2 separate regions of the Siniperca chuatsi genome follow, and region 1 is linked to region 2. The links are chromatin contacts, called in public Hi-C maps. All regions are on one chromosome and are shown on one strand. Each heading gives the region's core, a stretch centred on a gene start, on an enhancer-like site or on the middle of the called end of the contact. The rest is flanking DNA. Distances are from core to core; before and after follow the strand shown.

Evidence for each region. Hi-C and Micro-C count contacts between places; a contact is called where the count stands out from the background.
Region 1: a Hi-C map of an unstated tissue shows a contact between it and region 2, with 9 times the contacts expected there. The contact joins the enhancer-like site here to the promoter of tomm20a in region 2. A contact is called at or near these places in 3 of 3 Hi-C or Micro-C datasets (liver, skeletal muscle and an unstated tissue).

What each region holds. Positions count from the first base shown.
Region 1 is chrLG11:10,146,214-10,152,180 of ASM2008510v1, forward strand. All of the region lies in intron 1 of LOC122884765 (a long non-coding RNA gene), which reads left to right. Among protein-coding and RNA genes, the nearest start is that of LOC122884765, 7.7 kb to the left of the region's middle. Within about 2 kb of position 3,013, the one cell type or tissue checked has an H3K27ac peak away from gene starts, as active enhancers do. A contact at or near this core is called in liver, where this site is marked.
Region 2 is chrLG11:10,060,535-10,066,850 of ASM2008510v1, forward strand. It overlaps tomm20a (translocase of outer mitochondrial membrane 20), which reads left to right and starts at 3,343. Exons shown (of 5, transcript XM_044214561.1): 1 at 3,343-3,527; 2 at 3,868-3,914; 3 at 4,006-4,087; 4 at 4,436-4,578; 5 at 4,882-5,508. The coding sequence starts at 3,404. The coding sequence ends at 4,920. arid4b (AT-rich interactive domain-containing protein 4B) reads left to right here. Exons shown (of 23, transcript XM_044214540.1): 23 at 194-2,475. The coding sequence ends at 348. LOC122884981 (a small nucleolar RNA gene) reads left to right here and starts at 4,632; the gene lies at 4,632-4,766. LOC122884534 (a long non-coding RNA gene) reads right to left here. Exons shown (of 2, transcript XR_006379907.1): 2 at 5,375-6,316.

The sequences.
Region 1 (5,967 bases), core at 1,763-4,262, 85 kb after region 2:
GGACAAAGGAAAAAAAAAGACATACAGACAGAGTTCCAAGTAAAAAAAAGAATGAAACACAGCCCTCCCATGTTTTTGTTAAGTCCCTTGGGCTCATGCAGACAGTATTAAGTTGAATTTTTTTCTTTTTACACAGGAAGGCGGTACAGATGTTTCTGAGAGCAGGCTTGCGGTTTCCCTGTTTTCCTTTTGCTAGTCTGTTCCCGGCTCTCCAGTGTTGCCAAGGCGCTCCCTTACTCGGTGCTGGCGTTTTTGTTTTTCCTGAGAGTGGGGCTCCAACAGGAGGGTCATCTCCAGGCCAGCTCCAAATGAGAAATAGTTGGCCGGCTGCCCTGGCGGCCGCTCAAATCCGCCCTTTTGAAAAGATTACTGTGCTGCTGCTGCCGCCGCCTCCTGTGGGGCATGCCAGATCTGCTGAGGGGAGAGGAATGTGCAGGAGGGCTGGAGGAGGGAGGGAGCGGGTAAGAGAGGGGGGCACCGCAGGGCCACATTTCATTCGACCTCTTTCAGAAAGTTTTTCTCATTACTTTTCTTCTCCCTCTCCTCCTTAAATGCTTCAATTTGTGCTGCACAGAACAGGACGTGGACTGTTCCCAAATAAAACCTGACAGGGTTTTTCCACCCAGCCAAGAGCTGTGTGACACAGTCCAGTTCAGCCCCCTCCCTCCCCTGGCTGTCTTTTGGCTGCTTGTTTTTGTTTCTTAGGGGACTGGTGATGAATGATCGATTGATAGCGTTAAGGCCCACTGTGGGACTGCCGTAGGCTATCTCTGCTAAGCTGCTTTGCCTGATAGGCTGCTGACTGTGGAGACTCCAAAGCCAGAGCAATAAAAGTTGATTTGTGGGGGCATTGTGAGAAGCCCTAGACACTTAAGAGAGGTGTGCATGTCTCCTCTGGCCTGTCACAATCAATACTACCCCACCACCGCTGGGCCTCTCTGTCTCCACTGTGTTTACTCTTAAATAATGCATCACACTCTCACACAAATACCTTCCATTCACACTAGGGATGGAGACCATTAGCCGTGGCCATGTGGAACAATGAAATACAGCCTCTGCGTCCTCTTTCTTTTTATACAACCAGCAGATAGAGCATTTTCCTTCTCTTGAGTGCTTCTGCGAGGCATCATTTTAGTGCTGCCTGACCTAATTTAACAACCTCAATATCCAATCTTTTCAGGCTCTGATTACACACCCGCCTAGTTTCAGCTCGGATTAACCTCTGAAAAGAACTCTATAACAATTAGTGGAACAATGAAGATAAAAGGCATTGCCTGAGCTAGGTTGTCTGAACCTGACATATTTTGCCCCTCTTAACTGCTTGTCCTGAGGGGACGCATGCTTCCATGTTGTATTTATGAAAACGGTTACCACAGTATATAAAATGGCATGTTAACTAGGCGTCAAGCAAAAGGAAACACTTCTATGCTATAATATATTACTGTTTATGATTTTCTTAGAGATCATGTTACTGGAGACTTTGATAAATGCTGAGTAATTACATCACTGCTCCGCTATAAGAATGTTGGAGCCTCCCCAGGCATCATTAACTGCTGATGGATTTGAAATGAAGAGGCCTTGGTGGGTGGTCCTTATCTAAGAGTCAGGAAACAGGGCCAGACCCATAAACACCCTGCTCACCACAGAGGAAGCACCCGTGTATGGAGACCACACCCCAAGTTGCTGTAAACCTTGAATGTGCCCAAAATATAAGAAATAAGGGGCGTAAAGCTTTGTCCAAATCTCAGACTCTAACAGCACTTATGGGAGCAGCCAAGGCAGAGAAAACAACAATCCAGCTTGGTTTTATTTGCAAGACTGGGCTGTTCCAGTAAACATCACCATGCATGCAGGCAGAGTCAGAGCATTGCTATCAGTGTGTCTGCTCCACGCCAACACTATAAGAATAGCACTGTGTGTTCCCGAGTCACATCATCTGCTTAGCAACACACACGCTGGGGAGAGCAGGACAGAGCTATGTGATTGGGGGAGACCAGGACCCTCAGGACACAGAGCGCTAATTGCAAAGCTGTTTTTCTCCTCCGTTTTTAACAGATGCAATACGCCAGCCATAGAAAAGGGGTTGCATAACAGGATTTTACAGCAGATACCCCTCCTCCTCTGTGGCTCTCCCTCCATTTTATCCTTCTATGCCCCCCCCAGCAACTCCATCTCTTCCTCTCTGTCCTCTCATAACAGTTGGAGCTGAGCCAGATCTTTCTAATGCTATTTTAAAGATTGCAGAGACAAAAGAGTGAGAGATTCAGAGGTATTTTTATATTTTTACTGCAACCGGTGTAGAAAATGCATGGTTATATGTGTGTATTTGGGACACAAAAATCCTTTGTTAATTGGTTTAGAGTGTTGTTGACCTGACTCGGGTCTCTGGCAGTCGTAACAAAGAGCTCAGTGTGGCCAGCCTTTGTGCTGCAGAGCTGGAAGAGCAGTTTCCATATTGGGACAATATGCGGCGCGACCTCTGACCCTGCTCAGAGGCGGCGGCTAGAGAGCACTTGGAGATTTGCTATTCAGAAACACAAAGCATTCCAGGCTCACACACATCTACAAATAAGAGAAACAGAAAACATGTTGGCACAAGTAGATGGCGCACACATGCACACACCAACTGTTACTTTTCGTTCGTCAACCCTCCGGGCCAGAAATTACACATGCAAGCATTTTGCTGTCTGACGGGGGCAGGGCAGACTTGGCTGGGGGAGCTGAGAATATTTGCAACAAACACACACACGGACTGATGATCTCACTATGTAAGGGAAGGCGAACATGAAGTATTTGTTGCCACAGGGCCAAGTGAGAGAAAGTGTGTGTGTGGGGGGGGTGGAGATTTCAGACATGGGAGATGGGAGTGGAAATCAGACATAGCTGTTGTGTATGACTATTTGTTCGGTACAGTTTCCACATCGGTCCCTGAGAAAACAAAGAAGAATTACGCAATGCAAATGTTGCTCAACCCTGATTACAGTCATCCATGTGAACACCAGGAAAAGGATTGTACTGTGTGCCAGGGCGTGTGTATGTATGAATATACAAAATATAAAGGACATTTATATTTTTGCACAAAAAAATCTGCTTCTCTCAACCTCACTGATTCAGAAAGTGCCTCTACTGTTTTGTGCTTTCACTTTGTGCATGCATGCATGTTCATTTGTGAGAGTGCATGTCTCCTCATCGGAGGAACACACTCTTATGCACTCTTTGCACGTTTGGCTGACTACATCTGCCATCCACAATAACCCTCGGAGTGATGTCCAATGTGCTGAGTATGTTATGATGTTTGTGTGCATGGTTAGCGAGGGTGAGGGGAGGATAGTCCAGAAATAGAAATGTTTCATGAAAACATCACAATGGAGAATCATTTCACTGTAAAGGCTGGTTTCATAATCGCCCTGGAGGAACCAGGCTTGTCTGTTCCATTTGAGCTCCCTTTTTGCCCTAATTCACTTCTGCAACTCGAATGTATTTAACCCAATGTCAGCTCTGACTACCCTTGCTCTCTTATCTCAGCCTTTACTCCTGTCAGGTCATGTTTGTTATGAAAGACTTGAGTGCTTTTTTTTCCGTCTGGGGGAGTGCTGTTAACATCAGAGCAATGATGATGACTGAGTTACAGTATGTGAGGCAGCAATCATCTTCCCTCTGAATGCCAGTCAGGAGAGGGGAGCACAGCCATGAGTAAACAAGGTGTGGCTCCTTTGAGATGATTTTCAGAGGAAAATCATTTCCCTGGCCAATCAGTCTCTGAGTCATTCAGTTTTTTCAGGATTCTCCCAGGATTTGTGTGCAGCACTGACAGCAGCGCAGTTCCAGAGCCTTTTCTGGCAGGACGCTTTGAAATAGACTTGTCAGGGCTCAGGGCACAACAGAAAATGTTTATGTAAGTGGTCAGAAATAGGCAGCACATTTTGTCATGTTTAACATTAGTCATGAGATCACCAACTCTCTCAGCACAGCATCAAGCGATTATTAAATGTGGCTTTTACTTTTTGTTTTCTGAACAACAAGTTGAACAGTCTACAGCCATGCTAGCAGCTCTGTAAGGCTGTACTTAGGCATTAAAGGGCTTTGAGCTAAACTCTAATATCAGCATACTAACATACCCACAATTACAATGCTAACATGCTGATGTTTAGAGGGTGTAATGTTCACCATCTTTGTTGAGTGTGTTAGCATGCTAACATTTGCTAATTAGCACTAAACATAAAGCGTAGTTGAGACTGATGGGAATGGCTAATGAATTGTTTTGCAGGTATTTGGTCATAAACCAAAGTACTGAACACTCTAAAATTTGGACCGAGGATGGCACTATATGGAAAGTTAAATGAGCCACAAAGTTATTACAATTCATCCTGACAGGGACATAAATGTATGCATCAAATTTCCATCCAATCCATCCAAAAGTTGCAGACATTTCACACAAAACCACAAATGTCAACCTGCTGCTGGCACTATATTAAAGTTCAGTGGTACACTAAAGTCTGTAGGATTCATCCTCTGGGGACCATTAATGTCTGTACCAAATATCACCGCAATCCATACAATAGTGTTGTCAACAGTTGTTGAGATAATTCAGTCTGGACCAAAGTGGCAGCAACATAGCAACCAACTAACAAACCATGATTACCATCACTAGAGCAACACCACTAGTGTAGCTAAAAATGTACTCATGAAACCAGGAAAATGTTCACACTGCAATGTTGCAACACCAGCACAAGCCCACCATTCCATATATGATGTCCCATATGACTTACTAAACATTATGTTGCATACTGTGACGAGTCAAGCGCCAAATTGAATCACAAATTTCATAACATGAATGAACAGCAGCTTCTGAAAACGCAGCATTTCCGCTTTATTATTGCAGAGCCAGCCAGTAAATTCCACAGGGGTGTCTCTGCTGACCCAACATAATGCCCCTTTCATCACATACATATATTGAATATGTAAACTGTCCCACGCCTACCATCCTCAGCATCTTCAATAATGTGAAAGTCATACACTGTGAGCTGTTTATCACTGGCATGTCCTCACTTGCATACAGATAGACAGGCACAATGACACGGATACAAGGCGTAATATATATATATATATATATATATATATATATATATATATATATATATATATATATATATATATATATAGGCACTGTGTGTGATGTTAAGCATTTATACGGCCTAGTGAGCCCATGTTTTCTTGTTCCAATCTAGCTAAGAGTAAAGCTAAGCTATTATGGAAAACTCTGTGCTTTGTTCCCTAAAAAGAACCTATATACCAATTTGAAGGAAAAGGAAAGGCATGATTGTTAAATGGCAAATCCAAACCCGTCTCCCATCACCATTTACCTACACAACCTGCTAACCCAGCCCGGGCTCCAGCCTGAACACTGGATCAATGCGTATCCTGATCAATAGGCTTATTAGAGCTGCAGTTGAGTGGTGAACAAAGCCGATTAGCTGAGTCTCCACAGCATGTCCCCTCAGGTTGAAGAGAAACACAGGAAAGGTCACCAGTCACAAGGTCATTGTGGAGCTGCTGGTTGTATACTAAGGCAGCCCTCACCCTCTCAGCACATATGATTAATAGAATTAGACTCTTGGAAACATTGATCAGCACTCTCTGTGCTCGCTCTGATCCATGCAGAAATCATGTTTAGCTCCCTTTTGGAACAATGCTAATGTTAATGTTAGAAGGAACCGCCCGAACCCATAGATTTGTAGTTATAAAGATGTATACTTAAAAAGAGGTTTTCAAGCTTTGCTTTGAAAATGTGCTGCTAGTGTTTAAAAGGTCAATGAGTGCAATAAGCCTTCATTTGAGACTATTTCTGTGGACGCCTGAGGCTGAACAATGAGGTGCGAGCTGATGACGAGTCTATGATGGTCAAAGAAGGCAATGTTCTCCAGTCAGTGGATGTGACACGAATGGAGTCACAGCTAGGCTAATTTT
Region 2 (6,316 bases), core at 2,093-4,592:
CGTAAGAACTAGTTTGTGTGGAGCAACCCATTTTAATTTAGCGACGTGTAAATCTCCACTTAGTAATCACTTACATTATAAATAGGCTGAGATTGAACTTACAAAGAACTCCCACTCCAGGAGTCCACTGTATGATGTCTCCACCTGCATGCCTCAAAACTCACTATAACCAAATCCTTTCTCTGTTCTGTAGGCACGGTGGCTGCTTCCTCTTCATCCTCCTCCTCTTCCTCCTCCCCGTCCTCCAGCTCACTGACTGCGGCAGTCATGCTGACACTGGCCGACCCTCCGGTGTCATCCTCATCCTCCTCTTCTCAGAACTCTGGGGTATCAGTGGAGTGCAGGTGACAGGACGAACCAGCGAAAAGCCACCGCACTAAGCACTTAACCAGCACCCTGGGGTCACCGCCCCCATTACCCTCAAACAGGACGGAGAAGTCAGCCTACATACTGTAACTGCTGGGGCACAAAAAAACAAAACAAGAAACAAGCACTATTTTCTATTGACAACTGTTTCCTTGGCAAGCTAATGGCACTTAAGTGCACTTTTATGAAGATTGTGTAGGGGGATGAAATTTGTCAAAAACAAAATTGTCTTTTGCGCTCTCCTTAATTGAACATTTATAAGAATTGTTTTTGCAAGCAATAATTGTTTCCATTTGATAAAGCTGTATTGGAAAGAGATGGTTTCTAGTGAAGACCCCTCTGTGCTCTGTCCTCATAGCTCAACATGATGCAGCCTGTGCTCATCATGTTGTTATTATTATGGGGAATTCAGAGGAACAGTGCCACATTGGCATTAAGGGCGTAGAAAAAGTAACTTTGCCACGTTTCTCTGTCCACCCTCATTAAAAAGGCCTTCATGTGGTTACACCTCGAGCGGTTGATGATGCTCTTCTCACATACAGGCATGTGGTCCTGTACATGTTTGCATGAGTCATATAGGTGTTGATTGGTAGGGTTTCAGACCATCATAGGTCCACTGACAGTCTCAGTGGATGAATATGGAATGATACTGTAGTGCCTTTTTGTTCTTTTTTTTATGGGGCACTTTGAGAAAGGACAGCACTTTTTTTCCTGATCCTCTTCTCAAATCAGAGGGTCAGCTGGAATAATGTGTCGCTTACAAAAGACTGAAGAATGCTGTATGAGTGAGCAGACAGTGATGGGCTGAGTCTAGCAGATGGATTTTATCAGTGTATGGTAATATTTAAGAAGTATAATTGTAAAAGCAGAACTCCTATACTGGATCACCTGTAATCTACTACTGAATACTCATCCAGCTTGGGTATAACTGTTAAGTTTGGCAGTATAAAATGTGCAATGATGGAGGTGGTGAATCCAATGGTCACATTACTTCAGTTCATCAGCCTGTTAAAAGCCCATCTGCTTTATTTTATTATGTTTTCTTCACCCATTTAATCCCCCCAGTCCCATGGCCCTCACTGACGATTTGATGATGCACATCTGCAACTGGATCAAGTTAACTTGAAGGCAGCCATAGGAGGTATTTACAGCATGTACTCAGTACGGCAGAACACATGAATGAAGCTGAATCCCACATTTGCAGTGTTTCAGAATAACATGAAGTTATTTAAGTATATTTTTGCGTCATTAAATAAGGCAATGCATATTTTTTTGGCATCTTTCTAATTTTACTCATGATCAGTAATGATATGCCAGCTTCCTCTCATACTCATCCCTAGCAAAAATGTTTGGTTCTGTTTCCTGTACTATGACCAGATTAAAGGTAAAGATATTGTAAATGTGCATTTATATCACAGTGACGTATGTGTATACATTTCTGAAGACATCTCCAGTGTTTCCTTTGTATAGACCCCCTACTGTATGATAACCTGAAATTACATTTTGTTTGGCACTTGTATGTAATTGTATGCTTTTGTTATACATTTGTATATTGAGAAGTGTTTTGAGTCAAGCTATTTAATATCTTGCACTGTTAATAACATGTACTTTTCTGTACAGACAGTTTTACGGTTTTAACTGTAGTTGGAGTGTAAATACTGAGGGTTACAGCATGTTTGTTCTCCCCCTTTTGTCCTCATTCTTGTTCTCTTGGGACAGATTTATTTGAGTTCATTTACATTGTTTTTTCTGCCTCTTTCATCGGTTTCAATAGTTATTTTTTGCTTTCTTCCTTTTTTTATTTCATGTTTCGCTTTAGTTTGTATTCTGTTTTGTTTTTCTATAGCTTCTGCTTGTAAGAGAAGAATGGTAGTTTTGGATGTGGCTGAACTATTTTCCAACCTGTACATGGCCTGAAGCTAAAGCTGTATGAACCTGTATATGGAAAATGGTCTGGATCATAGATTAAGAGAAAGTAATGGAGCTTATTGAAAAATGCTCAATAGTATTTATTAGGCTCATCTGATGATGGTCATTGTGTAATTTATTGTAAAAATGTAAGCAAAGCAGAAGCCTCTGTTTGAAATAAATGCCATAGTTTGTGAAGTATTCAGTGTGTCTCTTGCCATCAGTGGTGGAAAGTAACTTTTACTTTACAATTTTGAGGTATTTCTACTTTACTTGCATATTTCTAGTTTATTATACTTTTACGCCCTTTTCAGAGGGAAAATTGTACTTTTTACTTCACTACATTTATTTGACAAGTGTACTTACAGTAAAGTGAGTAGTGGAAGAAGAAGTTATTTTGCAGATGGTTTCTACATATAAAACATGACAAGCTTAAAATGATGCATTGTTAAAAAAAGTTAACTTTATAACTAAAAGTAGTTAAAATGATCTCCACCTTGACCAACTATAACATTAAAATGCTGCTTACACATGAAAGCATTCTGCATTATAACTGCTTTTGCTTTTGATACTTAAAGTGCATTTTGCAGGCAATACCTATGTTTCATTTTGTTTTTTCACTTTGGTATTTAAACTGATTAAATTGCTATGGGGCCCTGAAGCAAAATGTAACTACTGGGACTCTATGAATCTCCCTGCTTCTCTCCTCACTGGGCATACATGGCTATTGCAGGTTATTTTAGGCATATTTCCATATTACCAAACAATGTTACAAGTATCACCACAAGCCAATTGTCATACAATGAACCTGGGGCTTTGGGGGCCTCGAGGACGTTTCCCACTTTGCTCGGCCATGAAGTAAACGTTTTTATTCTCTGGTGAAAACGTTTAGGCTTTTAGCTAATGCTAAGTTTCTGAGTTATTAAGGGGTGAGTGGGGGCGTATTTGGTCATATTTACCCGTCAAAAATATGATATTTTACTGTATTAATACAGTATATGTGGATATGAGTCTTGTACCGTCGACATTACGCCTTGCGTCGTGATTTACGTACTTCCTTTGCGCACTTCCTTAGCAACGTGCTAGCCAGCTAGTGTGCTGCGTGCAGTGTTTATGAGTAGTTTCAGATATGATGAGCGGTAGGACGAGCGCGGTAATTGCCGGGGTGTGTGGAGCACTTTTCATCGCATACTGTATTTATTTTGACAGAAAGCGACGGAGCGACCCTCGCTTCAAGGAAAAACTACGTGAACGTAAGTGTTTGAGCAGAGGAAGTTAGTGCAACAGTCAACTTAACTTGCAGCACTGGGAGCATGTTAGCTTCCATGTGACAGACAAACCGCAAGGACATTATGGCTAGCTATATATCATAAAAGTCTTAATAGAGATGGTGCTATACTCTATTTTTTTAAATACTCACAGCGTAGAGAGTATAACATTTACTCTAACGTAATTTTCCTCACATACGTCGCAGGATACATACCTCGTGGAAAAAACACGCGGTAGCTAACAGCTTAACTTGTAACCATGTGTTTCTCGAGTTGTACAACAGCAAAATGAACAGCATAGTCTAAAGCCACTTTTGTCTCGCAGGTAGAATAAAACAAAATGTTTCTAGTGAGAAGTCTGGAGTAGCAAAGGTAGGACAAATGTGAAACAATCAATTTCAGATAATTTGTCTTATTGGGGCCCAAATGTGCATTTCTGACAATTTGTCTTTTGACTTTGAAGTTACCTGACATGAAGGACGCGGAAGCTGTTCAGAAATTCTTTCTGGAGGAAATCCAGCTGGGAGAGGAGCTCTTGTCACAAGGTTAGCCACATGTCTTCACAGTTTAATCACACATAAAATATACATGCTTGTGTGCATGATACACAAGCTCAAGATGCATCACAGAAAGCTCAGAGAGCACTGTTTTCTAAATGTAGCAAACAAATGTAAATCATTCAGGAACACAACCCTGTGCTGCACTTCATGTCTCCATGTACTCTTCTCCTATAGCACGTCTACTAAAATAATATGTAATTTATTCATACAAACTTTTCAATAGGCAAGTCAGTTGTTTTGAAACACTTCAGCCATCTATACCTAACCTGCACTTCTTTTCATAACTTTCTCATTTCTAGACAGTTTTCTAAACCTTTTCTAACTCTGACCCAGGTGAATTCGAGCGAGGCGTGGACCACCTGACCAATGCGATTGCAGTATGCGGTCAACCTCAGCAGCTGCTTCAAGTACTCCAGCAGACACTGCCGCCTCCAGTCTTCCAAATGCTTCTCACCAAACTGCCCAGCATCAGCCAGGTGAGCGTTTTCTGCATCTCCCATTAACATTTCAGTGTAATGGCGTTGTTTCTGAGCATCCTTAATAAACCCCCCAGTTGCTATTTGTGGTCTCTGGGACAAGAAAGGGTGCAAGATCAATCTTAGAATCATCCAAAGCTGAGAGCCATGTGTCAGTAGCTCTTGGTTATTTCACCTCTAAGACAGAAATGCTAACATTACAAGTAACAACTGGTTGTTTTACACAAGTTTAGCTGTTTTATAATTGGTGCTATACGCTTTTTGGTATAACCTGAACGATTTTTTTTTTCTTCTGTTTTTCAGCGTATTGTCAGCTCTTTAACAGAAGATGACGTCGAATGAATGTGTGTGATTGCGTGTGAGATGGATATATGCTGTCACTATTCCATAAAGGGATTTCAGACTCTGATATTTGTGCACTGTTTGGTACGTGTGACTGAAGTTGTGAGCCTGATTATGACAGAGGCAGAGCTTGACCTTTGGACATTTGATGACGATAATCTCCCTCTAACATGACACTCCAAGGTTAAAGAACTTCCTCAAGGTTACGTTTCTGAGAAATAAAGTAAAAGTAGAAGTAAAACATTCCATCTTTCTAATGCTATTCCCACTGGATCTCATTCTAGCCATAATTTTATTCTATTTATTTCCCTCAAAAGTAATTGTGTTATGTTTTGGGGGTTTTTGCTGATATGTACTAAATTAAAAAAACAAAAGTATGTAAACGATTTGTTACATATTGCTGCGCAGTTGATAATGTGAAATGTGTGTGAAAGTGTCTACACTAAACACAGTGCTTGTTTGTGGAATATTGTCAAGTTTTCTGAAATTTCTTTTGCAATGTTACTTAAATGTTATTTTTACATTCCAGTCTTTCATATCTGGATATATTTTTGTGTGTAAAATCCTAAAATAAATAATGAAAGCACATTTAGAGTTTGAGTTTCCATTCGCCAGTAGATGGCAGTAGCAATGCATAGGAAAATTTGAAATATGGAGTGTGGACAGTTTTTATATTTGGAAAGCTGGAGAGTCAATTTGCTGAAGAGAAAGTGTTATGTGCATAAATCAAGGATAAATATTCCTGAGGATTTAAAAAAAAAAACACCACAGGAAGGGGGAATTGTACCAGAAAGATATTAAGGAACAGGTAATGTAATGTAATCTTGTGGGGCTATGTAGATATGCTAAATTTAAATGGAAAATACCTTCAGTGTGTTACTGAATCCTTGGCACTGGTTAATAAAATACAGTCACTGCCAGAACAGTTGAATTGCCATCTAGAGAGTACAGTTTTTCTGTTTCCAACCAGCATGGTGAAACATGAGCTTGTGTCAGTACATTGAGCCTTGGTGTCCTTATTGTGAATGGCTTTATTGTGTGTGCAGGAGAGTGAAAGTGGAGCAGCTTGTAGGGGAAGGGAGTAGGTCTGGTTGAAAGTGTGTCTCTTGGAAGACAAATAGAGCTGTAATTATTTTTATCCCTGTCTGCAGCTGTTTTTCTAAGTGCTCTGGCCAGAGCAGCCCGGGCCTTGAGGTAGCCAGGAAACGAGAGCAGGGGAAAATAGTTTTTCTACATTAGGAATGAAAATTGAACGGCGGCCCAGAAATGTCGAGTGAAGACTAAATGGTAGACAGTGTTCCATGAACTCGTGCTCACTCTGCAGTCTTTTCTCCAGCGCTCCTGCTATTTTGCCATTTGGTGGAAAAGGAGAAGCCTGTCAAGAGGCCTGTCGAGT